7 separate regions of the Mus musculus genome follow, and regions 1, 2, 4, 5, 6 and 7 are each linked to region 3. The links are chromatin contacts, called in public promoter capture Hi-C and targeted proximity ligation maps. All regions are on one chromosome and are shown on one strand. The core of a region is the stretch at or near the end of the contact, and the rest is flanking DNA. Distances in the headings are between cores, read along the strand shown.

Region 1 (3,679 bases), core at 210-2,709, 1.9 Mb before region 3:
ATGCTCTGTTACAAGTGCCTTAGCAGGAGTCAGCAGCACCCTCCAGGTGCCCCTTGCCACACTGAATGTGGGAAAGTGTGCTGTGGCTACTTCGTGGTCAGAGTGAGCCCCTTGCAGAATCCCCACTCCAGCAAACAAAGCAACGGCCCTGCTGGGATTGTCGAATCTCCCTTGAGGGTTTCAGGGACCTTGAAAAGGGCAGGAGGACCTGCTGTCTTGCAGTTTTACCCCTGTCCACTCTCTGCCATCCAGAAGCAAGCGTTGGTCAGTGTTGTGTCCCAGTAGCTGGGAAGGGCACGGCTTTGCCCTGATCTGTTCTGCAGGGCTAGGAGTGAGCCTGCCACTAACCCCTCTCCACCACTTGCTCACTCTTGGCCTTGGCCTTGGCCTTTAGGTCCCTGGTGGAGGGAGATGACCCATGCCAGGTCCAGCACAAGATGTGAAGATTAAATGCCTATTCTTACTGAAGGTTTGATGTGGAATCATGGCTGCAGTGATATGTTTTTATCAGCGCTTGGTGGTTTTAAAGTGCATGCTATTTTATTATCTTCTTCTGAATAAAATGTATTTACTCAAAAGTCTCTGCTGACAAACTCTCTTCCTTCTGGACTTCTAGCAGAAATCTGTTGGGAGGAAGGGAGGGCTCAGGAAGGCAGGATGTACCTGGTACCTTTCCCCCTAGGACTCTGGAGGGAGGCATGCACTCTCTTGGAAAGCTTGCAGATCTGGCAGCTCTGTTGGGACTGAAGTTGCCCCTTCCTGCAGGGTGCTTATATTGCTAGCTTGGGGAACCTGGAAAAACTGGCTTCCCTCCCAGACTCAGGAATTTACTGAATAAGGTTCTCAATGTGGCTCCAGGTGGTTCTGCTCTTTTGTGTAAGGCCCGGGCACGTTTCTGTTTCTTTTTCCTCTTTAAGTTGCCATGGAGATGCCAAATCTGGACCTCTCCCAACACTACCTGAGGGCAAGGCTAGGTGGCACTGGGAGTCAGGACTCCCTCAGAAGGGTTGACCAGCCTACACCCTTCATCCTTAGGGACTCTTTCTGGGATAGGTTTGGGCATGAGACAAGCTGCCTCCACGGATGGCCTAAGGTGGTCTGGCCTGGTTTGGCCTCTCCTTTTCTGCCCCAGCAGCTCTGTTCTCTTATGTCCCTGAATTCTAGATGCCTTCACAGGTGAGATGCCTGTGGGGAGGGTATGAGGCAGAGGAAACGGGTTTTGTTTGTTTTTCTCCTTGATCATCGGCTTCCACGAGGAATCCCAGAACGCACCTTGTGCTTCCTGGCAGAGGACATCAATCTGCTTAGTCTCCAGGGACGCTGCCTTATTCCAATCCTAGGCACCCTAGGCACGGGGCCACGCTCTGGGTTTTGGGATCCGCAGGGCACTAGGACCCGGCGGGGCGAAGGGGACAGCCCATGTGCCTGCGTTCCCTCCCACCCCACTGCTCCTGCTCCATTGTCTGGGAACTGCAGCCGCGGGCCGGCGGCGCAGGGAACTAGCTGGCCACAGCGGCTGGCGCGGAGCGGGCGCGGGAGATGTGGGGACAGATTGCAGCCACCTGAGCCGCGCGCCGGTTACCCTCCTTTGGTGGGAAGGAGTGCGCCTCGATGACTGAACGCAAGGCTGCGGCCCCTCGGGGGCCCTACGGTGCCTGGTTCTGCCTCCTGGTGGCTCTCGCCCTGGAAGTCGTGAGAGGTCAGAGGGAAGGGAGGGGTGGGGAGGGGCGACCTGGCCCTGTCCGTCCGAGGCCACGCGCCATTGATGCCCCCAAGCCACTGGACTCTAGAACTAAACCTAGAGCGATGCCCTGGAGAGGTCTAACCTTGGGAAACCGGTTCCCAGCCAACAGCCCTTTGGCTTTCTTCTCTGTGCACCACCTAGATGCTCCTAAAGTCTTTTCACTCCCATCTTCACTAGCCCGGTCCCAACTCCTCTGCGAGCCCCTCTCCAGCCGCGACATCTAACCCGGCTGCCCTGCTTCCCCGTGCACCACCTCTTCCTAACCTGCAGTTCTAGTCCCCAGAAACCCGCTGGTTAGTCACAGGAATGCAAAACAGGCTCTTTGCCTGAGACCCGAGAGATATGCCTCTGCCCCCCCCCCTCTCTCCCTTTCCCCCTCTCTCTCTCCCCCTCTCTCTCCCTGTTCCAAGGAGATCTCCAACATTGGAGTCTTCTGGGAGAGTCCCAGCCTTGCCTTTCCGAGCCCTTGTGGGTGCACCCATCACTGAGTACGAAAGGGGCAGCAGCTACCGCGTGCCTGCCATAAGCTGGGGCTGAAAGGTGGAAGATGTTATGGGAATTGGGAGATGGCGAAGTAGTCTCTACCTTTCTGCCCCCATCAAGAGGGCTGGATTCTCCGTGATGGGAGACCATGGAAGTCCGTGGGAGTCAGGCTACTGAGCATCTTGTAATTATGGAAACATTGAATTAGAAGGTGGACCGGAGCCACCCTAAGGACCAACAACAGTCACTCACTTGTTACCCTTAGGGATACTGGTGCGCGGGCGCGCGCGCGGGGGGGGGGCACTCTAGAGAAAAGCCCCGCCGTCCCAGCTCAGCTGTGGGGCTGAGAGAGCTGGTTCTGGAACTTCTTTTAGGTACCTGCTCCAAACCCTGCAGAACCAGTGGGGGTCCTAATAACCCCTCCACAGTGAGGGAAGGAAAGCTTTTTCATTTGGCTCACTAACAATCTCACTTCCAGTATGATCTACACCAAGCTTCCAAAACCCTCCCCTGCTCACCGGGTTATGAAATACTCCCACCCCTTGTACCAGTGAGGAAGGAAACCCAGGCTCCAAGATGCTGGTGACTGGCCCATCTTTCATGGAGTAGAGCTAGGGCATAAAGTCAGATCTCTCCCCTTATCCCCCAAACCTCTTCAGGGAGAGTCATGGGAATTACAGAATGAGTAAGACAGAGCCTGGGGTTCACATAATACAGGAGAGGCAGCAGAGCCAAGCCCATGGACTGCACTTGGGGTTCCAGGTACTCTGGAGAAACGGGAGGATTGTTCCCCATCTTAGAAAAGCAGTAGCAGCAAGCAGAGCCGGAACAAGGTGTCCAGCAAGGGGCTGAATGACCACAGAAGGCTTCCTCGAGGAGGCAGGGTGTACTCTTGACCCTGAAGGAGGGTGGGGGCACAGTGTGAAGGCCACATGGCATGCTGGGGTTGCCCTGGATGGAACGGCTGGGTAGCTAGGTGGTGAGATCCTGACTGGCCTCTCAGGTCCACTGCAGGTTGGAGAACCCTCATACATCATTTTTTACATCCATTAAGTGGAATTTGTAGTAATAGAATTTAATCCAAAGAATTGTGTGGGAACTGAAAGACTTACTACATGTAAAATTGAATCTGTGTGGGGTTAAGTGCTTTAAAAATTGTTACTATTTGGGGATGATAGTACAAATCAATATAGCCATAGTGGACCTTTGTGCTTTTTATGAACAAATATTCCATCTCTTCTGGTTCGTGTTCCCACCCTTAGGGAGTGCCAGTTGCTGCATGGACCTATTTGGTACCCTCCCAAGTGTCATTGCTGAACCCCAATCCCTAGCTAGGACTAGGGCTTGGTCCCCAGAATGGGTCAAGTTTGGAAATTTGATGTGGGTGTGCCATGACAGTAATTGGACTTGGAAGGGGTGACCAGCCATGTCCATGAAAGGACACGGACACAG
Region 2 (3,590 bases), core at 399-2,898, 1.7 Mb before region 3:
AGTTCACAAATAAGCCCTCTCTTTTCCTAAAATAGCAAAAGCAAGGAAAAGAACGCAGGCAAAGGCTGAGACTACGCTCTCACTTGCACTGAGAGAGCAGTTTGTACTAAGACACCAGACATGCTCACCACTGCCGGGTCTCCTGTCCTTGCTTGGCTGAGCCCCATGCTCAAGGAGGGAGTCCACAGACTCTTTAGGCTGTTTGGGCTTGAAGCCTCTGTCACAACTATATTCATTCTTGGCTGGTGTAATATAAGAGTAGCCAGGAAGGGTATCTCAACAAATGAGCATGGCTGTGCCTCGTTAACACCACAGACACTGATGTCTAAGTTTTACATGATTTTCACATTTCACACAATATGATCCCTCTGCCCCAATAGTTTAAATATGTAAAAGCCACTCAGGGTTAGATGTATGGGGTGTAGTTTATCTACCTTGATTTAAGAAGTGTACCGAACCTCTATTTAATGTTTTCCTCAATTCACTGGCTAAAGGATTCTCATAGGCTGAGCTAAAACAGAATCAGTCCCTGGGTTAAGAAGTGAACCTTCCATTACTCTCAGGAAAAGGCTGTACTCCAAACACAGTTACTTTTAGAAGTTAGAGCTACAAACAAAAAGACCAAAGGGCAGAGTTAGTTGTTTCCTCCTCAAAGACGGAGGGACACTAAGAATTCTGGGGACCAGATTTAGAGTGCAAATCCTATAAACCTGCATCTTACAATTCAAAAGTACTGCAGCGCCGGGATCCAAAGAAGAGTAACTCGGTCAGGCAAATGGCAAGCCTGGTACAGGCACCCAGTTCCTGTGTTCAGTTCCCAGAACTCATTTCCAAAGGCAGCCCCTCCAAACGGCAGGACTCAGGAGTGAGTGACAAATAATATTCCACTCAGGAGTGTGAATAAAGTCCACCTTAGCACAAGTGCTCACAGACCGGTCCTTCGTCCTTCGGACAGTCAGATTTACTCCAGGTGCAAGGGGGGTATGACGGTGACTCCTTTAGTCAGGTTGGTTCTAGCAAGTCTTAGATGAGACGCCTTTTGAAAAGCGTGAGAGCCTCTACGAACACCACCTGCGGTATGGAAGGGGCACGGAAAAGTGTCCAATTCTTACGAGGAAAAATAGGCTGAACGCCGAGGTAAGACAGAGCGAAGCAAGGAAGCGGCGGAACCACCACTGGAACCCATAACCCGGCTCTCCCAGCCCGGGTTCTATCCCACCCTTAGCCACACAGTGGGACACCTTGGGGGCAGGTCTCTGGGACCCGCCGGTCAGCGAGAGCTGCCACTCCCTAGGCTCCTCTTGAACCTCGGAGAACTGACTTTCCAGCAAGTCTGCAGACCACGGCATCCGCTACAGAGGGCGCTAAGTGAGATTTTTATAGGCTCGGCCACTTCCGGGGGTGAGCTGGGGCGTCTGGGAAATGGGGTTTGCAAGCTAAGGGGCGCGTTCCTGAGCGGTCCGATTCCTAGGAGCGCTGCGTCCTATCAGCCTTGTCTCTAACCACAGACCCCGTCCAGAGACAGGTGAAATGCTGGGGTTAACAACCTCACGCTAGGGTCGGCCCTCAGCGAGGCAAGATAGAAGAACCGGTCACAGGGAGAGCCTGAGAAAGCAAAGACCCTAACATGGCGGGCAATTAGCAATCTACTTCCGGAATTTAAAGCCAGCTTCCGGAAGCCGAGCGAGTGTTCCCATGACAACCGACGTCGGTTCCTTGAGGTGCGTGTAGATGCTGGGGATCATAGAGTGGCTGGAAGTCAGAATTTTGTGTTGCTATTGCTTTTGCTATGAGTCTTTTGCCGAGGCCTTTCGGTCTGTGAGCGGATTGGGACTGGTGAGGAAAACCGTGTTAAACTGGAGGGTGCTCGACCGCGTAGCCAGAGCGAGGGGCGTTTCTGCCTAACGGATGCCCTTGGTAGAGCCTTACCAAGTGGTGCGTTTGACTCTACTCATTTGCGAGCTGGAGGAAATGACTCTATTTATGCGTCCTTGCCTATAGCCAGGGGATAATTCTTTCCTACCTTGCAGATTGTTATGAGGATTAAAGTAAATTCTCTTGGTTAACAAGATTATCATGGCGCTGGTACCTAGAGAGATATTGTGTGAAAACTCAAGCCCAGAGAAGTTACATTCATATATTTAAAGAGAGAGAGAGAGAGAGAGAGAGAGAGAGAGAGAGAAAGAAAAGAAAAGAAAACCACGGGGCTTTTCCACCGCGGAAGGTGGACGGGTTCCGGACCCCTCAGAACCTTTGCAAAATGAGGGTTATATGCACTAAAATGGCTGCTTTTCAAGTCCAGGGATCAAGTAAAGTTATAAATATGCTCCCCTCACTTGCTGCCTCAGTGTTTCTGTCATAACCTTTATAAAGTTCCTCTAGGAGAGTACTTTGTCTTCTCAACTCCTTCTGTATGTGACACTGTCCATTTCTATGAGGACATATTTCTCACCTACTTAGATAGCACTCTATAAATTATGAAATAGGCTGGTTGTATAGTGCCTCTTAGAATACCACTCTGCCACCTACCAGCTGTGGAATCTTGGTCTAATTAGTTACCTTTGCTGAGCCTCAGTTTTCTCATCTAGGAATTGAGGGAAATAAGAATTGATTTTCTACCTTATGAGGTTATTATAAGATTTTAATAACATCTGTGATTGAAACAGTTCCTAGAGTGTTGCATGAAATATATAAGGGTTTTATTTACTACCATTACTACTATTATGTGACCAGGCTGTCACTGCTCTGTAGTAACCCTAAATATTCTTGGTTAGAGTTGTGTATTTGTCAGGTGTGGGTAAATTCCTGTAGAACAGGCTCTCAGGGTTTACCCTGAGGATCAGGGCAGGAGGATCAAGAAGTTAAGATGAGCTTGGGCTACATAGCAAGATCTGGTTCCAAAAAAAAAAAAAAAAGCGCCATGCATTAAGAAGGATCCAGACATGGAGAAAAATTTGCTGTTAATGAGTCTCTAGAATGAATGACAAGTTATGGTGCAGTGGGGTGGAGTTGGGATGGGTTTGGGTTTGTCTTGTTTGGTGAAGAATCTTGGCTCTCATAACCCAAGCTGGCCTCAGACTCTTAATCCTCCTGTTTTAGGTTCCTGAATATTGTGATTATAGGTGTGTGCCACTATGCCTGGCTTTAGCTGGGTTTTTGTTTTGATAATTGGTTTTAACTAATATACCCTGATCACCTAGAATGGTGTTTTGCATACCAATGTTTATTGCTAGACTTCTAATATTGCCTTCCTTGCCCTTCCTCCCTTTCTTACCTCTTTCCCCTCCAAACAGGTCCTTGCATTAGAGCCAAGGAAACAGCTCCGATTTGGAAAAACTAAACATCTCTCCTGGAGTTCTGGGCAGAGAGAAAACCAGTAGTCATTTTCTTCGGAACTGTGGAATGTACCCTTGGGAGTCCCACAAATCAGGCAGAAGATGCTCCAGACCGGTAACTACAGCCTGGTGCTCTCCCTGCAGTTCCTGTTGCTGTCCTATGACCTGTTCGTCAACTCCTTCTCAGAGCTACTCCGAATGGCTCCTGTTATCCAGCTTGTGCTGTTCATGTGAGTATAAGAGGCAGGCCTGAAA
Region 3 (3,801 bases), core at 1,292-3,791:
ATCCCAGTCATTCTCCAAATGAGAACATTATTTGTTTCTTCATTTTGAGAGAGGATCTCCCTGTGAAGCTCTGGCTAGCCTGGAACTGACTACCTAGACCATAGACCAAGCTGGCCTAAAACTCTAGAGGAGATCCTCCAGCCATTGTTTCCTAAATGCTGGGATTAAAGATGCACACAATCTCTGCCCAGCTATGCACCGGGAGTGAGTGGTTTGCCTCTTTTGGGTTTCCTCGTGGTTAACATCAGTTTGATGCTCAAGGAGCTGCTGGTGGTGTAAGTTAATGAGTCCAGGAAGGTATGCTGAAGACATGGTGACAGAAGGGCTTTTTGGCTGCTGGTCCCAAACCACACTTCAAAATGGGTTTTCTCAGTATTAAACAAGATTTTGACTCTAAAAAAGAAAGAGAGAGAGAGAGAGAGAGAGAGAGAGAGAAGGAAGAGGAAGAGGAGGAGGGGGAAGAGGAGGAGGAAGAGGAAGAGGAAGAAGAGGAGGAGAAAGAGGAGGAGGAGGGAAGGAAGGAAAGAAGGAAGGAAGGAAGGATTTGACTAAACCTGCTTAGCCCTGTTTTCTAAATTTAATCAGAAATTTTTGGGGTTTTGTTTGTTTGTTGGTTTTGTTGTTGAGTATTTGTGTGTGTGTGTTAGCTTTGAGACAGTCTAACCAAAAGATTCCTAAGAAGAGTTCATTCAATGGCAAGCTCAAATTTTCTTTCACACTTAATTGTCGTTAAAGTTTTGCAATAACTCGGTAATCTACTTCCTAATACTCCTTTGTCTATTTTTAAAGGAAAAAGACATTTTCCCACAAACCTGACTAAAGATGCGGATCACTTTTCATAACATTTGGCAAGCTCTAGTTTAAGCATCACCCCATACTTCAGTGCCTCCCCAGATTCATCATTAACCCTCTTCCTGTTCAATACAGAGCTCCTGAGTGTACCAGAGCCGTACCTGGCGTAGGTGGGGGTAATGACATAGATAGTAGGCAGGGCCTCAGGTTCAGGGGGCTGGGCTGGGACAGGGGGTGGGCGACGGAGATCAGCTTGCAACTGGGATATCCTCAGGTCCTTCTGCCGAAGCTGCTCAGCTGCAGCTCGAAGCGGAGGGAGGCAGTCGCAAGGCTGGCCTGGTACCAGGAAGCACCAACAGGGTGAGCAAGTTGTGACAGAGAACCACAGGATAGTAAGTAGTTCAAAAACCCAGGCCAATTCTTTTTAATTCCTAGCCAATACAGAAATTCCCTTGTAACTTGCTTTTTTTTTTTTTTTTAGAATGGTGTCAGAGACTCTTCACCTTTCACTGTTACTGTGTTACTGTTTTAAGGTAGGTCTTGCTATAATGGCTCCAAGCTGACTGACCTCAGACCTTTAACCCACTGACCTGTTTCCCAAACGGTGTGCCACAACATTCAACTCTTCAATTTTAACCAGTTCCATCTGTCACTCTATTTTTCTTTGCTGGGGCTCCAACCCAGGGCCTTACACTTGTGAGTGTTCTACCACTGTGCTACACCCTCAGCCCTGCCACTATTTTCACTAGTACATTTCGACGATTATCTGTCAGCCTTTCTGTCCTTTCTACCTTCTGATCCTAATTTTACCTTCCACACATAAGGAATATAACAGTCTGAACTAGAGGCTCTCCTGTAATGGCACTACCTGAAAAGCGTTTACCAAGCTCCCACATAAAAGGCTGGATTCAAGGCGCTCCGTGGTCACGTGACCACTGACTTGTCAGTAAGTTCACAGATTCCATTACACGACAAATATTTATTGAATAAAAGGGGGGGGCAGTCCCTACTCCCTAGCTACTTTAGTGGAAGAGGTAGACACTAATAAAGTCATTACAAATTGTGATATGGGCCACTTAGAAAATTAAAAGAGATCAAGACTAATAAGGGTTACTTGAGCTAAGGTGGTCAGGGAAGTCCTGATGTGACATCTGGCCTAAAACCAGGATGAGAAATAGATGGCCTGGAGGTGGGGAGAGCACAGCTGGTCAAAAGCTGGAGGGGACAATGAACCAGGGGGTTCTCAAAAACCTATCAGCAAGCCGGTCTGAGAGGCAGAGCAAGGGGAGGGTGGAAAATAGGTTGCTTGGCGGCGGCGGGGTCATTTGGGGCTTGACCGGTATCCGCGGAGTTGCAGACTGCCGAGAGTTCTACACAAGGGGTCACCGAGGGCTGTCCCGAGGGCTGAGCGAGCGGGAAGCCGCTGTCTGCGGGTCTCATCCCCAGCGCCTTGGGCCGGCCCTCCGCACACCGCCCCGCCCCGCCCCGCTCACCGAGCTGCACCAGAGCGTAGAGGAGGCCGGCGATCGACACCAGGAAGTAGGCAAGAAACACGTTCTTCAGCTTCAGCTTCATGGCCGGTGCCACCGGGGCAGGCGGGGTCCACCGGGACCGGCAGGGACAGGTCCGCCCGGCCCTCCGCCCTCCCGCCGGCCCCGCCCCGGCCGCCCGGGCCGCGCCCCGCCTTCCCCAGGCTCCCTTACTAGTTCCCGGGAACGCGGGACTCTGAGCGACACCTGGGACCACTTCCGGCTAGTGGCGTCCCTCCCACAGGCAGCTTCCGGTCCCGCCTCCTGGTAGGCCATTCAGGGCGTTGACGCTATATCCGCTGGGTCAAGCGGTCGTGGCAGGCTGACCAAGAGCTTGTGTGGCCTAGCTCTATAATCATCTTGAAGCTCCCAATTGAGCACAAGCTCCACCCTTGTCACTGAGTTTTCTAGACTCACTCAACCATCCTTCAGCCTCAGCATTGGCTGCTTAAAGAAACGGTTGTTCATTACTTGTTCAACCAATGAGTGAAATCTAAAACGCACCAGGTGCTTGGCTAGGTCGTTTCCAGTGATTCTCAATCTTCCTAATACTGGGACCCTCTAATACAGTTCCTCATGATTTGGCATCCTCCCCATCATAAAATTCATTTTGTTGCTACTTCAAAACTGTAATTTTGCCGTTAGGAGTTGTGATGTAAATGTTTTCTAATGGCATTCCTGCTGGTCCCTCCTGCTTTGTGCTGATTGTCCTGGTTGTCTGTTAGGTTGTGCCACCGCTGCTTCGTGTTCGCTATCCCTACTCTACCGAACTGAACTGCTGATAGATTCATGAAATGTCTGAGTGGATCAAGCTGCCACTGCTAGCCTGTGAAGTGAACTGCAGATTTCCAGACAACAGACAAAAGCTACTCCAAAGAATCTTTCTAAACATGTCCACATCCCCCGTATCTTTCATTTTCCACAACCTCTGGTGGGTGGTGGACTACAAGGGAGGTTAAAGTGTTTAAGAATCATCATTAAAAATAGGATTTGAAAACAGTTACACATGTTCGTGAGGACCAGAGGACTTTGGAGTTTTAGCCTTGGGACCTCAGGTTTGGTGCTCTAACTGTTGAACCATCTCATCAGCCTTCCAATTTTAGGCCAAAATTATGTCATTACCATGGGACAATTTTTAAAAGTTCCTTCTAGATTTTCCGCTCCACGAGCTGTAGTTTCTTCAGGGTCACCTCTCTTCAGCAAGTGACTACAGAGCTAAAAGTGGGTACCAAGTCTACACTACAACAATGATACTTTATTCACGGATATGTAACAATTTACATATTTAGTCCAGGAAGTAGCTTGTCTAATATGCAGTTTTTCTTTGTCCCACCCCTACCCCCAAACCCCCATCCCCGCCCAAAACAAGGTTTCAGTTTCTCTATTTAACCACCCTGACTGTTCTGGAACTCACTTTGCTAGCTAGGCAAACTCAAGAGATCTGTCTACCTCTGCTGGGATTTAAGGGGCATACACCACC
Region 4 (3,894 bases), core at 725-3,224, 1.3 Mb before region 3:
GTGCTGCTGGGCACTCCTTCAAGTGAGTCACTGTGGAAATTACAATCATTTTGGCTGCGTGTGTTAAATTGTATTACCTTTATTTACTCTGTGTATATGTGTGCGTTTAGGTACCAATGAGTGCATTTTGAGTGTAATTTGTCAGAGGACAAATTACAAGAATTGGTTTTCTCCTTCCACCATGTGGGTCCTGGGGACTGACCCCAAGTCACCAGGCTTGAAAGTAGGTGCATTGCATTTACCTGCCATTTTGCAGGTCACTCCTCATCTCCTTTCTTAGACGTTAGAGGACAACTTTCTGAGAGACGCCTTCTGCCATGCTTGAGGCAAGGTCTCTCTTGGGCTTTGGTCACTGTAACACGCATTCCAGGGTAAGCAGCCCTAAGGCTTCTGGACATTTCTCTTGTGTCCATTTTCCATCTTGCGGTGTGTGAGTTCTGGGGTTACCACATCTGGCTTTTGTTTGTTTGGTTTTGAGACGGGGTTTCTCTGGGTAGCTTTGACTGTCCTAGAACTCACTCTATAGACCAGGTTAGCCCCAAACTCACAGAGATCTGACGGCCTCTGCCTTCTGAATGCTGGGATTAAAGTCATGCACCACCATCGCCTGGCCACACCTGGATTTTAAAAAGTAATGTGGGTTCTAGGATCCAACTCAGGCTATCAGGCTTGCACACCAAACCCTTTGCCCATGAGCCATCTCCTAGCTCTACATCACATCTTAAAAGTAGGGACGTGGCAGGCTTTGTGGTAGAACATTTGCCTAGCATGCATGAAGTCTTAAGTGTGATCCCCAACACTGGGAAATAAAACAAACAACAATAACAACAAAGAATGGCAGCAGCCACTTTCAGTGAGATAAGAGCAGCTAAGAGTCAGAGGATAATGGCTCTTAGGGGTTTCTAGCTAATGATCACTATGTAAGTCATGGATCTGTCTGGGGGAAGACACCTAAAGAAAAACGCTTGCCCACAATTCCCACTGCTTTTGGATCTGTGTCCAGACTCTAAGCCGTTAATTTGTACAGGAAGCCGGAGCCTACACTAGTACAGACAGCTCAAATTCTAATGTAGGAGTACTGCTTTTCATTGCCTTAGGGGGGAGCCACGGGGATCTCCTGGCAGAAGACAATTGGGATAATTCTGGCCCTACTGAATCCTCAGTCTGAGTTAAGTAGTTATAACACTGTTTGTGTCACAGGGCTGATGCATGATTGGAGAAAGATGAATGTTGACACATCTAGTTTACTGCCCGGCACAGAGTAACTGCTCAATAGGTATTTGTTTCCTTCCTAAAGTTGCAGAGAAGACGATGAGATAATCCCTGTGAAAGGGCTATAAACGTAAAGTTCTGTACAAATGTTAACTTCCATTGTCACTTTCTTGCCAATGTTTCTAAAGTCCAGAACATAACAACTCCAGAGAAGTAGACTGAGCCCATTGTTCTAGGAGACACAGGAATTCAATTCAGTAAACAATTATGTCCCCCTTCCCCCCTAAAAGAGCCAAGGACAATCGCTGCCATTTATGGAACCTCCAAATGCAGGCCCAGTGTTGGGCAACAGGAATACAAAGACGAATAGACATCATCCCAGAACTAGATGCACGTCAGATGGTGGTCACTAGGAGGCGTGGCAGATTAAAAAAAAGAAGTCCAGGAAACGTGGCAAGAGGTGTGTACAGACTGAGAGCTCCCAGAAGACAAGACAAGTACCTATGAGAGTTACAAGTGTTTTACCAGGAAATGGTATTTATACAAGGGCCTTGCGGGATAAGTAAGATTTCAGCAAGGGAATCCTTCCAGATAGAGATAACTGATCATAAGAAAGAAAAATAAAAACGCGAAGGTTTTCAAAGTGCACCCTGTGACCTTCAGAATTATAGTCAACAACATCATAAGCACATTGTGATGGAAACCTCAGCCTGAGGAATACACGGTAAGGGGCTTGCTTTCCCGTCCCTAACTCAAACTAGAGTTTCAGCGGCGTCCCACCCACCGGGCACTCCATACTGAGGCCTCCGCGGAAGAACGCGGTGAGGACCGGGCACACAAGAGCCCTAGGTCCTGGCCACAGCACTGTCCGTTAACTCCCATCATCTCACCATTTTGCCCCGCACAGGATAAACCACCGATCCGCCACCGGAAGAACACGTCGGCAGGAGCAAGCGCACTGAGCAACAGGAAAAGGATGTGGTCCCTTGCGCGTGGCATTGTGGGACTTGTAGTCCCATGTTCTCAGGAGTAACGGGAACTAGGACTATGCGGACCTGCTGTGAGTAGCATGGAGTCGGACTGTGGGAAAGGGTGGTGTGAAGTTTAGGTTTTAATTCATTTTTTCCCCAGAAAGAACGCCCACTATGAAAGCTGCTATCGGACCTGGTGGGGCATACACTACATTTCCCAGGAGGCTGTTCGCGCCTGGCAGATCACGTGACGAGAGCGCGGGCTTTGGAAGGCGGCGAAGCTGGGAACGATACTGAAAGAACGGGCTCGGGACTGTCCAGAGAACGCTGTGGACTCCAAACCACTGCTAGCTGCTTAAGGCTCGTGCACTCGAGACGGGGTGAGGTCTCGCGGAAGCGTCTCTGAAAGCGGCAGAGCCGCGGGAACAGCACCGGGCAGCCCGGGCTTGGGCCATTCGCTCTGCTCCGAACATTCCTCTTCGCCGGTAGGAAGAAGGTAGTACCCTCCTTCCAGTGAGGACTCAGAGACCAGAGCGTGTTCATCCTAGGGCCCTTGTGAGGAGTATGGAGCGGGGAAGTTCTGTGCCTTTAATAAGGAAATGGGTTCATGTTCTGCTGACATCCAGAGACAGTGCTTTCTTGTATTTCTGACTGAGGCAGGTGTTGGAAAAGCCCCAAGGACATTTCTGGTGAAGGGAAGTCTGGAAGACTCCGTAGAACAGTGGGGCCCAGTTAATACGGTGATTAATCAGTAGGCCTCTGGGGAGTGGGGAGCAGGGGAACTAGGTGTGTTTTTATCCTGCCTGCAGCCATTTCATTTAAGGCTTTGCTATCTGGAAGGTCCTGTGGAGGCGGGACTGAGACTATCAGGACAGAACAGGTTTCCCTCTGTGTGACATGATGGGTGGTAATAGCCTGTATTCATTCTAGCAACGTAGTAAGTGAGGTGTGAACCATATGGTTGACTAGGGAACATGGCACGGCATCTGGTGATGTGTGTATTCCATCTGGGTTTTTGGTTGACCGGTTCTGCAAGGCAGAAATGGTTATTCATTCTTATTTAACAACTCAGAAGTGACTTGTGTTACACAATCTTGAAGATGTAGAGCACTTGCTAGCAGGAGTGAGGGCTCTAGCTCAGTCCCCATTGTTATACCCACACACAGAATACCAGATTCAAGGATGAGTTTTTTATTTGATTTCTGGTCTGAGGATTCAACATGGGACTCCATGCATGCTAGGCAAGCCACTGTACCAGGGAGAGCTACAGTCTTTAGCCTTAAGACTGAGTTTTTGCTGCTTGTATTCTTAGAGGAACCACAGTAATACGAACCAGGAAGAAGTAAGGAAGGAGGGCAGGAAGAAGACCAAAGAGAGAAGCAGGCCTCTTCACTAGGCTTCTGTGCTATACAAGTAACGTGTGCTGAGGTGTTTGTAGTCAGGAAGGAAGGGGACTATACAGGGCCACTTGGGCTTCAGAAAAGACACAGTGAAGTAAGACTGGGAACAAATTAGAACAATTGACAGGACTTTCTTTTTTTTTTTTTTTTTTTTTTTTTAAGATTTATTTATTTATTATATGTAAGTACATTGTAGCTGTCTTCAGACACTCCAGAAGAGGGAATCAGATCTCGTTACAGATGGTTGTGAGCCACCATGTGGTTGCTGGGATTTGAACTCTGGACCTTCGGAAGAGCAGTCGGGTGCTCTT
Region 5 (3,787 bases), core at 1,123-3,622, 1.4 Mb after region 3:
CTCAAAAAACAAAAAAAAAAAACAAAAAAAAAAAAAAGAAAAAGTCCCACAGCCTTACAAATTCACTCATTAAGTTTTCAGTCTTTAAAAAAAAAAAAAATACCCAGTCTCTTTTAAAATCCAAACTCTCTGTAAAACTCTAAAATCTCTTTTTAAAAACGTTTTAAAGTCTCTCAACTGTGGGTTCCTGTAACATCAAAAATAAGCACTTTCATACTCCAAGAGGGAAGAGCTAGGGCACATGATCCAGTCTGTCATAAGACCCCACTACACTGGTACAACTTTGTTAGGGTTCCTGTTGCTGCATCAAAACAGTGACAAAAACAAAACAAAACAAAACAAAAAACAAAAAACAAACATGGGAAGGAAAAGGTTTATTCTACTTACTTCTGAAGGAAGTCAGAACTGGAACTCAAACAGGGCAGGAACTTGGAGGCAGGAGCTGATGCAGAGGCCGTGGAGAGTGCTGTTTACTGGCTTGCTCTCTAGCTTGTTCAGCCTGCTTTGTTATAGAGCCCAGAATCTTCAGCCCAGGGATGCTCCTACCCACAATGGGCTGGGCCCTTTCCCATTGATCACTGATTAAGAAAAATATCCTTTAGGCTTGCTCACCACCTGATCTTATGGAGTCATTTTCTTTTTCTTTTCTTTTTTTTTTAAAGATTTATTTATTTTATTTATATGAGTACACTGTAACGGTCTTCAAACACACACCAGAAGAGTACATCAGATCCCAGTACAGATGGTTGTGAGCCACCATGTGGTTGCTGGGATTTGAACTCAGGACCTCTGGAAGAGCAGTCAGTGCTCTTAACCACTGAGCCATCTCACCAGCCCTGGAGTCATTTTTTTTTTTTTTTTTCCAGAGACAGGGTTTCTCTGTTGTAGCCCTGGCTGTCCTGGAACTCACTCTGTAGACCAGGATGGTCTTGAACTCAGAAATCCACCTGCCTCTACCTCCCAAGTGCTGGGATTAAAGGTGTGTGCCACCACTGCCTGGCTGGAGTCATTTTCTTAATCAAGGTTCCCTCTTTTCAGATTTCAAGGTAACATAGAACTATCCAGCATGCCTGACTTTAACATAGACTTTAAGAAAAAAATACTTAAGCATTCACCAAAATAAGTAATTGGATTCCTGATTACTGGCATACAGTTCCCTTTGCCATCGTTCTCTGGCACTCAACAGCATCGGGGGACAGTTTGCTGCACTATCAATTGATGCCTGCCGTTGAGTGACAGAGTAAGATATTTTCCAGAGTCATTTTGGGAAATATCCTGGATCGTTTTCAGAACACTGCAACAACCAAGATGCTATCTGAGCTTTATTTGACCTTAAAAAACTGTCTAGGACAGATGCGGTCCACAGCTTGTTCCCCATCTGCAGCAGCCTGCTTGCCTAGCGCTCCCTCTGTGAGTTAGCATCTTTACAGAATTTGCTGAATCTGCAATTGCACTTTGGGTCATAGATTGCTACTTAGCAACATCAAATCCCACAGCTTTATCATCATTATGTACTTAAAATTTAAAAAGAACAAAATTTGACATAAATTGATGTCCAGTTTCAAATGTCATTTTTTGGGGGACTCATCTTAGGACATGAATAAAATTCAGTATTATGAGTATCTGTGCCTCATTTTTAATACCTCATTTCATGTCCACTCCATTCCCCCAGTCCCAACCAAGACGTTTTCTCCTGGTTTTCCTTTCCTCGGCAGCTTCTTTTTTATTTTCCAAAGTATGTTTTTTGTAGCTCAGAACATAGCTCAGAGAAAAGACAACCTGAAGCCTCTTTGGGAAGAAAAACAAGATAAAAATATGAAGCCGATTCTGTGCCTGCATTGCAATGTGATTGGAATGAGTAATAGTTTCTCATTCTGTTTAGCATCTTTCTCCACCTATCAAACATGGGACTGTACCATGCCTGCCTCGGTGGGGCGATATTACGACACGACCAGATAATTCAAAAAGAACATTACAGAGGGGGGGTCTTTAAATATTGTACTCTTTGGAGTCACAGGCTGGTACGTATCAGGCAAAGACATCAATTAGGATTTATAATAAAAAATTTGTAGCTTATGAAGGCATAAAGAAACATAATCTGCCAGCTAGAAAACATTCACATAAACAAGTGGAAGGTGGGGAGACTGGGCACGGTTAATCTGTAGCAGGGGCTGCAGTGGCGGGCCGGTTCTAGAGTTTAGCCACGCCCCTTACGTCAGGCTTTCCCCCATTCCCCCACCCCCTACCCCTCACCCCCGAGAGGCCTGCCCCACCCGCGGGCCCAGTCACTGCGTCCTTTCCTGCGGGAGCGCAGAGGGACAGTTCTTGCGCCTGCGCATTGCGTCGCTGCGCGCCTCCGAGGCCGCCGCCCGCGCGTCCAGGCTCTTTGTGCGCATGCGCGCTCGCACTCCTTCTCTCCCTGCGGAGCTCGGCTGAGTCAGTCAGTCTGTCGGAGTCAGTCTTCCGAACAGGCGTCGCCGGGAACTTCGGAGAGCCAGCTGCTGGATTATTCTGTGTCCCCTCCCACTCTCCCGCCCTACGTCTCTCTTCACCCTTCTCCCGCCCTTGCTCGTACAGCCATGGCGGAGTCGTCAGCGGCCACTCAGTCCCCGTCAGTCTCCTCGTCGTCCTCCGGGGCCGAGCCGTCAGCTCTCGGCGGCGGCGGCGGGAGCCCTGGAGCCTGCCCCGCCCTGGGGGCGAAGAGCTGCGGCTCCTCGTGTGCGGGTGAGGCGCGCGTGGGGCTTGGTCCCTGGGGAGCGCGAGCTACTGGGTCTCCGGGAAGGGGCGAGCGACCTGTCTGGGCCGTGGGCGGCTTTAGTCTCTTGGCGGGCATTTGAGGAACAGGCTAAGGGGGAGGGGAGCGAAGGACCGAGGTGAGGAAATAACGGGGTGTGAAGAAAACAGGTTGGGGGCGGGGTGGTGAACTAGAGTGGGCGTTGACGCTGACCCCCTGCAAGGGAGGGCACCGCAGTGGGGTGAAAACGGAGAAAGGCTATGTGCACCCAATGGATCGAGTGCTGGAGGCCCGAGAGCCCTAGGGTGGGTCGGGGGGTGGGGGTGACTTAGAGCAGGATTAGCGAGCCTCAGGGGATTGTGACAGGTGGGACGTAGGAGAAATGAAGTCGCTAGGATTTTGAGAGGGGTAGTGGTGGAAAAGGTGGCGTTGCAGGTTTGCAGACCGGTTGACACAATCTTAAATGGATGATATAGCCTTCCAAAAAAAAATTTTTTTTTTTTTTTGTTCGCCAGAAGGATCAGGAAGTTCTGTTACTGTTTTTGGCTAAACTGAATGCCAGATTTTTTTTTTTTTTTTTTTTTTTTTCTGAGACTCTGAGGTAGATGAGGCGTGATGAGAATAGCATGGGAAGATTTGGGAGGGAGCTGCTGATAGTCCAAGATGGATCCTTGGCTGCATCTGCAACACAGCCGGCTCTTCACCGGTGGTGCATCGTGGGGGTGGGGACACGCAGTCAGTTGCTATATTCTAGAAGATAATAAATACAGTCTTGCCAAGCCATCACCATGTTTTGATTTCTTGTTTTCGATGGCCTATTCTCAATAGCAGCATAACAAAAGGGAACGATTGCTGCAGGGGAAAGAATTCAGACAAAGCCTGGGCTGCTTGAACCCCCTTCTCTCTTGTGTGTGAAAAGACTAGGAGGGACGCTGGCGGCCTCCTTTAGTTTCTTTTGTATACAAGTCTGCCTGCTGGTGGGAGCTGACTGGCAAGCTCGACTCAGATCAGAGAGATCTGCAGTGCAGATGCCTTCTTGAGGAAAAATATGCA
Region 6 (3,714 bases), core at 980-3,479, 1.7 Mb after region 3:
CCACTCGTGGGCCTACAGCCCCCTACCAGACTTCCATGTTAGTGGGACTAACAGCTCACTTCTTTTTTGTTTTTTGTTTTGTTTTGTTTTTTCAAGACAGGGTTTCTCTGTATAGTCCTGGCTGTCCTGGAACTCACTTTGTAGACCAGGCTGGCCTCGATCGAACTCAGAAATCCGCCTGCCTCTGCCTCCCAAGTGCTGGGATTAAAGGCGTGCGCCACCACTGCCCGGCAACAGCTCACTTCTAAGGAAGAGCTAGCCTTAGGAGGACAGGAACTAAAACCCTGTTCCTGAGACTGAACGTGACCTGGGCCCAGCGCACTCACGTTTGGCATCTGATACACAGTGGTTGGGGGACCACACCAGCATTCCCTTCAGCTCCTTGTTGCTATAGCGTGCAGGGCTCTCTGAAAGGATGAGCAGAATTAGGCACTCACAGAAACAGGAGACCACTGAGCAACACAGTCAAGCGAGGAGGTGAGGCCCAGAAGGGAAGGAGGAGCTGAGACCCAGACAGGAAGGCAGAGCAGGAAAAGTAACAGTGCCACGGGGCCACCCACCCCGCCCACCGCCTGTCCCTCAAGCAGGAGCCAGCCAAGAGTTCCCAGGTGGGGCTGTAGGCCAAGCCATCAGCCTCCACCCCTCCCTGCCGCCCTCCCTCCCTCCATGTCTGTCCTGCCACTCACCAGGCTTGCACTCCGGAATTACTGCTTGGTAATTGGTTCCAACTCGGATCATGCTGTCTGTGGAGCCAGGGGAGGCAGTCAAGACTCCAGGGAAGTAGGGGGAGGATATAGTGAGGGGAGGTAGCTGATCTGGAGTTCTCCTTCCTGACCACTCAGGGACCCCCACCATACAGGAGACTCACTTTTCCTTGATAGTGCCCCCCAGCTACCCTCCGATAGAAGGTACTAGGAGAGTCATACCCTGCCTAGTCATGGCCATGGGGGGAAGGGGAGGTTAAGAGGACACTTTTAAAGCCCAGGCTAGAGCAAAGTGCTTTGTTCTAACTGGGGGTGGGAGCTTGGAGGGCTGCCCCTAGATCTGGACCACAGCCTTGCAGAGAGCTCGGGGCTCCTCCCCACCACATGAGCTTCACAGCTCCGCATAGAGGTATCTTCCCAGTACCTGGTCCAATCAGACCTCAGTCCCCTGCAAGGCTGCAAGGTATGAGGACCCAATCCATCCAAGAGAGGCATCCTAAGCTCCCTCAACGACTGAGGGCAAAGGGGAGGTGGGTGGTCAAGGGCCCAGCCTGTAGATTTCCTGTGCCGGCAACACCAGGCACGAGAAGGCTGAGGTTGCAATCCAGGAGCGGCAGAAACCATCTGTGGTTCGCAACTCTCCCCCCCCCCTCCTCCACCTTCCATGATCCCTCCCCGGACCAGCGCGCCTTTAACCCTAGGCCACCAGGCTCACCATGAGAGTGCTCCTCCTCGCTGCTGTCATCCTCCGAGTGTGGCTGTCCGCCGTTGGGTGCCGTCTTGGCCCGACTTCGGGACAAGATCCCGGAGCCCGCACTGGGCTTCTCCATTACTGAGGGCATTACCCTACCCGGCAGCCCCGAGGGGCACGGGATCCTTTGGAGAGCGCAGGAGCTTGCCGCGCTTGCCTCGAGTGCTGCGCCTGGCCCGGCCTGGAGGGGTCGCCACTGAGGCTACGAGAGGCAGGAGGTCAGCGTGGCTAGGGTCCGGGAGGTCGGGGCCCCGGAGGGCAGCCCTAACGCTCACTGCGACCCCCACGGGCGAGGACGGCAGAAAAGTTTGTGAAGTGGGGGTACGGGGGAGACGGCGCGGCCGGGGGCACGCTCGCTCCGTGCGCCCCTCGGGGCTGGTTCTCCCCCGGGGAGAGTCGGGGCGCGTTGCCCTCGGGGAGCCCCGGAGCCGCGCCGCGCGCCTGCCCACGCTGTTTGGCCAGCAAGGGCTACCGCGCAGTGGCCGCCGCAGCTGACTCCGCGCCCCTCGGCTGCGCTGAGGATGCCCCGATCCCCAACGGAGGTAACCCTGCCCGACCCGACCCCACGGCAACCACGCCAGCCGGCTGGAGCCCCGGCGGCAGGACGGCGCGCACGGCGTGCGGCGCTGGAGCAGAGTTGCCGGGAGGCGGGCGGAGCGCAGCCGCGGGCGCCGCCTCGCACCCTCCCCGGCGCGCTCGCTCGCCCCGCCGCGCTCGCGCTACCGCCGCTCGCTCGCCCGCTCTCCGCCGCCGCTCGCTCCTCGCGCACACAATGAAGCTGCTGGCAGGGAAGTAGTGCCGGCTGCGGCCTCAGCACCCCTCCCCCAGCCGATGCCTCCGCCAGCTGAACATCTGGCCCTGGGGTGGGAGGGAGGGCCCGGGGGGCGGGGCCTGGGGCCGGGGCTAGACCTCCAGGGGGTGGGGTCAGGACCGGAATGGGGCGCACGTACCCCCCCCAGGGAGCACCCTTGGTGTCTCTGAGTTCTCAGACTTGGCCCTTTTGGGTAGACCCCAGTGCCCCCCAGGAGAAGCCCGGGGTCAGCCCCACCCACAAGCACACCGGTTCCACACACTACTGGGCTCTGGTTACTGTGGCCTGCCCCGGGGGCCCTGAGGCCGCCTGTCCGACCGCCCGGGTGGAGCCCAGCTTTTCCTTCCATTTCCCTTCCTGCCAAGGAACTCCCTGCCCCCCCTTCCGCAGGGGGATCCCCCCCTTCATGCGCCCTTGGGGGCCAAAGCGGATGGGAGGCCGGACAGGCGCAAGATGAATTTCTATAAGAGCCACTGGGCTAGAACCTGACTTCTGCTAGGTCTGTGGGTCCCCAGGGGTCACCCTAGTGTCTTTCAACTGCTGCAGTCTGCACCCAAAACAGTAGTATCAAAGATTGAGGAATGAGTATGAAAGGTAATAGGGCAAGTTCTGGGCTGAAAGGGGCGAGCTCCTCACTGGGTTCACTGTCACCCCAGCTGGAAGCAGCATCCCCCCTCCCCCCGGACAGGCACAGGCAGAGTGACAGACAGGGAAGCGGGTTGGGAGGCACAGACGGAGTTGGGGGAGGGGGTGGGCAGAGACTTTCAAAGCCAGACCCAGCCACCCTGCCAGGCACACAAAGAGCCAGCGCACTCACCGGCAGCAGCTCGAAGCCTGTGAGCTGCGCCTGTGCCCGTCCCCGCCGCCTGGGGCACGTGCTGCAGCTCACACAGGCCGAAGCCCCCGCCCGCTGTCCCTCCCACGGGGAGCCCGGACTCCTGGACACGCCTCTACCCGGGCACACCCGCTATGCCCAGATCGAGCCGAGCCTGCACGCGCACCCTCCTCTCCCTTCCCTTCCTTGGCCACTCTGTAATCAGATTCCTAAATTTAGAAGCAGCCCTGGCCCCAACCGGGGATCCCTGCCCCTACCCACTGGCTGTGGCCGACCGGCCTGGGTCCTGTGGTCAGGCCACGACCTGGCTGGGGCATCCTGTTCCTGGGGGCTCTTTGCCTGCGGCTGGCAGAGTCAGACACGACCCCGCCCGACTTCAGCACTGTCCGGCCACATAGGGCCACCCAGTCAGCGGCCACGTTGCCCGCCACACCTTGGGCCAAGGTTATGGGGCCTTTTTTCCTCCCCTTAAATCATGAGCTGGGCACCAAGCCTCAGGGTGGGGAGATCTGGGACAAAGAAAGAAAGAAAGAAAGAAAAAATGAACCAGAGGCAATCTGAGCTGAAGGGGTCTGTACCAAGAGGCAAAGCGACTTCCAGTGGCCCCTAGAAA
Region 7 (3,908 bases), core at 1,246-3,745, 1.7 Mb before region 3:
CCCCACGCTGTGAGTGAATTTTTCACTTTCCCTTGGAATATCAAAACAATTCAAGCCATGTGGGCGTTCTCCATTTCTCTGATTACACAGAGTGACACCCTGACAGTTAACTGCTGCTCATCACTGCATCATGACAGCAGTCCTTGCAGGAAAAACTGATCAGCCTGAAGCAGCCACCTCACCTGGACATTGCCATGGGCTCTTGTAATGATGTCAATGCTTTCGCCACTCTGCTTATACTCCAAGATACAGGCATTGTATTTAGCAGTCAAGATGAACAGCAGGTCTTTGCTCTCCCCCTGGAATATTATCAAGAGATTCTTTCAAAAGCAGGAACAACCTGTTCAGCCTTAACACCATTCTTTAAGTATTCTAAGCTTTTAAAGAATCTTCCAAGTTCTACTCGCCACACAGAGGAAATACTAAGCGAGCCTGTAACATGTACTAAGCTCGCACAAGACCCTAAGGGGATGTACAAAAGGCCAGGACTGAGGCTGGTAAGCATCTAGGCCTTGCAATTTCAGCTCTCTTTCTCTCTGCTCTACAAGCAAAGTCCTCTATAATTCACCTCATTCTATTCAAGATTTGAGAAGAGAATGAAATGTTTCTCCTTCACCTATGTATGTGGAGAGAAAGTAATCTGTAGTAATAACAAGCAAAGCTACAATAGATCTTTACTAACAGTCCTCAAAAACATTCATGGTTTTTTGGGGTTTTTTTGTTTTGGATACAGTTGAATTACAATTGTTCTAATAGTAATGAAACTGTTAAGCTAACAGGATGTGCTTACTCTGTGAAAATCAATCATTTTATCTTCACAGTACTCTACGGGAGAGGGCACCGTTACGCCCATTTGTAAACGGGGAAATCAAGGCTTTCAAAGGTGCTTTACATGAGATGACTAAGAAATGAAGCTAGGATTAACACTACAACCTCTGCGGCATTAACCCACAAGCTCCTTCAGGTTCTCTTCCCTAATAACTCTCTCCTTCTGGGATTCTGGTTACAGACTGCCATTCCCAAAGAGTTTCTACTTAAGCCTTCACCCATCCCATTTAAACTCTGCACCCAAGGGTTCCTTCAGGGCCCGTCCCTTACCTTGGGCCTGAAGAGCTCCATGACTGCAATCTTCCCGTACATTCCCACCTCTTTGACTGGCCGAAGACCCTCCGCAGTGACCACATAGATCTCTAATCTTGTGTTTTTAGCAATCAACAGGTTCAGATCTTCCGCTGAAGTAAAGTGTCCTGAAAGAAGAGAGCCTCTAACTTTGGAAGCTGGAGGATAGGCCTTTCAGGTACCTCTAAATAAATCTACCTAAGGACCTCGCCTCCTCACCAAATGAAGCACCTCAATGTCTTGCTTCACACACTCAACAAAGCTATAGTCTTAATCAGACTTTTAAAAATGTACTGTCGACTGGGCAACAACAGCCTGGCCTTCAACAAACTATGACCACGAAAATTCTTCGGATGGTTGTTGGGTTTTCCTTTCTAAATTACAACAGCAGACTGTAATTGACGCTAATGGAGAAAGCCTGTGTTTCCTTGAGTTCCCATCCAGAAAGATAAAGCGAAGAAAATTTCCCAGAGCCTTCAGTGTTGTCCTTTTATCTCCCAAGCAATCTACCAACACCACCCAGCCCTCTGTAGCTCTCTCTGAACAAGAAACTTTTGTTCTGAAATGATTAGCATTTACGTAAATACACGAATTTAAGTAGCTGAAAATATGAGTTCAAGATGAATGTTCTTTGGTTTGGGATGTAACTGCCGATAAAGAGCCACGCACACAAACAAGGCAAAGCTCGCACACTGACGGGCCAACCAAACCTTGTTCTCCAGCAGCGCCCTGGAGTAAACAACAGCCCCAGGCAAAAGGGTGGGTCTGGAGAGGGCCGGGGGGGGGGGGGTGCAGACATTGCTCAAATTCCTCAACCTCCTGGACATCCACCGGAAAATTATGAACTCAAAACTTGCCCCATTATCATCTCCCCTTTCCCCTGACCACATGGGGCAAGTTTGAAGACTCAATCAACCACGCACACAACTCACACTTCGCTCTCCGTCCCATCAGGCCTGGACCAATCCTCAATAACAAGTGACCTCCTATGAGCAAAAAAGGACCCAGAATAGCTGCTTCCGCTGCCCAAAAGGCGCGTGGTGGGAACAGCTCCTTTGAGATCGCGAGCTAAGGGGGACGTTCCGCGACTGCCAGCGCCTTCCATTCCCGGAGCCCAAGTTTTTGCTCCCGCCGCCCCTGGGGCCGCTGGCCTCCCTAGGCCTGGGATCCCTCCCTTGCCCGGGTCTCCGGCCGGGGCAATCTCACCGGTCACACAGCCGTTCACTGCAGTAGGCTTCTGCGCCGTTACGACGTAGTTGTACGACATATTGAGGCCTTGGGTTGGCCCGTGGGGCGCCTAGAGCGACGATAGAGAGACGGGCGCGAGCGAAGAGACTGAGAACCCCCACCCTCACGCAGCCAACTCCGTGGCTGCTGCCTCCGCCCCTGAGACACGTTGCAGGCCAGAGAGGCCAGGCGCAGAGGATCACGGGACGGCCTCACCTGGCCTCTTGGAGGACTTACGGAGCCCGAGGCGGCCAACCAAGCGAGGCCCCGCCCCCTGAGGTCCCGCCTTCTCCTAACCGCCAGAGGTCGCAGTACCCGGATGAGAGCGAGAGTACCGGTACGCAGGCAGAACTGGCCTCCTCTTTGGTCTGCTACGCCCTAAGTGGCCGCCTGCTGGCTTCCCAGCCCAGATCCGCGCCCCTTCCTCAGATTCTGCCTCCTTCCTTCCTCCATAGCTCCAGGCGTCCTCGGGGTTTTCCCTCTTTTAAAACAGGAAGGGCTGCGGAGGACTAGACTGGGGATAAGAGGTGACCATCTGTGCACATCCCAGAGTAGAATCGTGCTTTCCTTTGCTTAATTCTTCGAGCTCCTCCTGATCCCTCGAATGCCCTCAACTGACTTTAGAACAATCATCCCAGCCTCACACATCACCTGGGGGTGTGTTTGCTCACCTCTTTTAATTTCTCCAGAAACGAAAGGACTCTCCACTAAATTACTTGATAGCACTATTAGTGCCTCTACTGCGATACAAATTCTAAGCTCAAATACAACGCAGGAATTTCACAGGAAGAGCCTAAACACCCAGGTGACTAGTGCAATCAGCCCCGCAGATGCAGGTCCCAGGCTTCATCAGACAGCCTCCATGTCCCCAACCCCAAAGGAGGAGCAGCAGAAGCCTAGTCCTGAAGCATCTCCAGAATGCCGGAGGAGGAGAGCTAACTCCCTATTTTACAAATGAGGCAGAGATCAGTGTAGCTAGGTTTGAACCAGGTGGAACTGAAGATGATTTGTACCTCCCCAGCTGGCACTCGACTTGACTCTGGGAAACTGGTTGACTAAGGGGAAACATTAGGCTTTGTAGCAAGACTAGACATGGGCTCAAGTCCTAACTCTCAGCAACACAATCTTAGACAACTCACTAGAGCTTTCAGTCTGTGTTCCAGAAGTAAAATAGGATCACAGAGCTGACTCACTACTAGTGTGGCCAGCCAGAAAGGTAAAGGTCTTTGTACATTTTCTCCTTCCCAGCTTTAAGCTGGACATGATTCCAAACACTGCCTTCTGGCTAAGTGGGGGTGTGAACTTTGGTCAGTCCCCACGCTCCTCTCCATTCCTAGCCCACGAACTAGAGTTTGGACTTGGATCAAAGTCTGAGGCAGCTCCCTAATTCTTAAGGCACAGGCACGGGAGGCATGACATTGCCAATCGGCTGCCCATACCTTCAGCAACTCAAGTCCTTTCCACTCCTGCAGGTGCTGCTGTCTCTACTTCAGACCTGGTAGCAGTCAGGACCGTCCACCCGGCGGCATCTCAGAGCAGAAGTGTGAGCTCAGCTTGTTTCA

The links. Promoter capture Hi-C pulls out the DNA fragments that hold promoters and counts their contacts. Capture Hi-C pulls out chosen DNA fragments and counts their contacts.
Region 1: a contact with region 3 is called in a promoter capture Hi-C map of hippocampal neurons, with 4 times the contacts expected there. A contact is called at or near these places in 2 of 39 promoter capture datasets (the SN4741 cell line and hippocampal neurons) and 1 of 130 datasets of targeted methods (microglia).
Region 2: a promoter capture Hi-C map of hippocampal neurons shows a contact between it and region 3, with 3 times the contacts expected there. A contact is called at or near these places in 1 of 39 promoter capture datasets (hippocampal neurons) and 1 of 130 datasets of targeted methods (extraembryonic endoderm stem cells).
Region 4: a promoter capture Hi-C map of the SN4741 cell line shows a contact between it and region 3, with 5 times the contacts expected there. A contact is called at or near these places in 3 of 39 promoter capture datasets (the SN4741 cell line, hippocampal neurons and stem cell-derived epiblast-like cells) and 1 of 130 datasets of targeted methods (embryonic stem cells).
Region 5: a promoter capture Hi-C map of liver shows a contact between it and region 3, with 2.3 times the contacts expected there. A contact is called at or near these places in 2 of 39 promoter capture datasets (cranial neural crest and embryonic stem cells), 1 of 484 Hi-C or Micro-C datasets (cerebral cortex), 1 of 130 datasets of targeted methods (astrocytes) and 1 of 9 other capture datasets (liver).
Region 6: a targeted proximity ligation map of pancreatic cancer cells shows a contact between it and region 3. A contact is called at or near these places in 2 of 39 promoter capture datasets (hippocampal neurons and pre-B cells) and 3 of 130 datasets of targeted methods (embryonic forebrain, pancreatic cancer cells and stem cell-derived neural progenitor cells).
Region 7: a targeted proximity ligation map of kidney shows a contact between it and region 3, with 5 times the contacts expected there. A contact is called at or near these places in 6 of 39 promoter capture datasets (cranial neural crest, embryonic stem cells, hippocampal neurons and 2 more), 4 of 484 Hi-C or Micro-C datasets (embryonic stem cells and gonadal supporting cells), 3 of 130 datasets of targeted methods (craniofacial prominence, embryonic stem cells and kidney) and 1 of 9 other capture datasets (pancreatic islet).

Annotation. Positions count from the first base shown.
Region 1 is chr19:10,867,559-10,871,237 of GRCm38.p6, reverse strand. It overlaps Tmem132a (transmembrane protein 132A), which reads left to right and starts at 1,459. Exons shown (of 11, transcript NM_133804.2): 1 at 1,459-1,699. The coding sequence starts at 1,612. Tmem109 (transmembrane protein 109) reads left to right here. Exons shown (of 4, transcript NM_134142.1): 4 at 1-578.
Region 2 is chr19:10,575,215-10,578,804 of GRCm38.p6, reverse strand. Cyb561a3 (cytochrome b561 family, member A3) reads right to left here and starts at 1,648. Exons shown (of 8, transcript NM_201351.2): 1 at 722-1,648. Tmem138 (transmembrane protein 138) reads left to right here and starts at 1,419. Exons shown (of 5, transcript NM_028411.4): 1 at 1,419-1,721; 2 at 3,294-3,565. The coding sequence starts at 3,438.
Region 3 is chr19:8,919,133-8,922,933 of GRCm38.p6, reverse strand. It overlaps B3gat3 (beta-1,3-glucuronyltransferase 3 (glucuronosyltransferase I)), which reads right to left and starts at 2,541. Exons shown (of 5, transcript NM_024256.2): 1 at 2,286-2,541; 2 at 954-1,128. The coding sequence starts at 2,367. Gm36629 (a long non-coding RNA gene) reads left to right here and starts at 1,092. Exons shown (of 3, transcript XR_003952913.1): 1 at 1,092-1,184; 2 at 1,274-1,325; 3 at 1,617-3,801.
Region 4 is chr19:10,202,473-10,206,366 of GRCm38.p6, reverse strand. It overlaps Fen1 (flap structure specific endonuclease 1), which reads left to right and starts at 1,974. Exons shown (of 3, transcript NM_007999.6): 1 at 1,974-2,272; 2 at 2,348-2,679. It overlaps Tmem258 (transmembrane protein 258), which reads right to left and starts at 2,165. Exons shown (of 4, transcript NM_026919.1): 1 at 2,103-2,165. The coding sequence starts at 2,105.
Region 5 is chr19:7,481,876-7,485,662 of GRCm38.p6, reverse strand. Rtn3 (reticulon 3) reads left to right here and starts at 2,372. Exons shown (of 9, transcript NM_001003934.2): 1 at 2,372-2,724. The coding sequence starts at 2,580.
Region 6 is chr19:7,266,794-7,270,507 of GRCm38.p6, reverse strand. It overlaps Rcor2 (REST corepressor 2), which reads right to left and starts at 2,229. Exons shown (of 12, transcript NM_001320554.1): 1 at 1,420-2,229; 2 at 687-743; 3 at 327-407. The coding sequence starts at 1,546.
Region 7 is chr19:10,604,184-10,608,091 of GRCm38.p6, reverse strand. It overlaps Ddb1 (damage specific DNA binding protein 1), which reads right to left and starts at 2,495. Exons shown (of 27, transcript NM_015735.2): 1 at 2,326-2,495; 2 at 1,099-1,247; 3 at 183-299. The coding sequence starts at 2,386. Tkfc (triokinase, FMN cyclase) reads left to right here and starts at 3,834. Exons shown (of 17, transcript NM_145496.1): 1 at 3,834-3,908.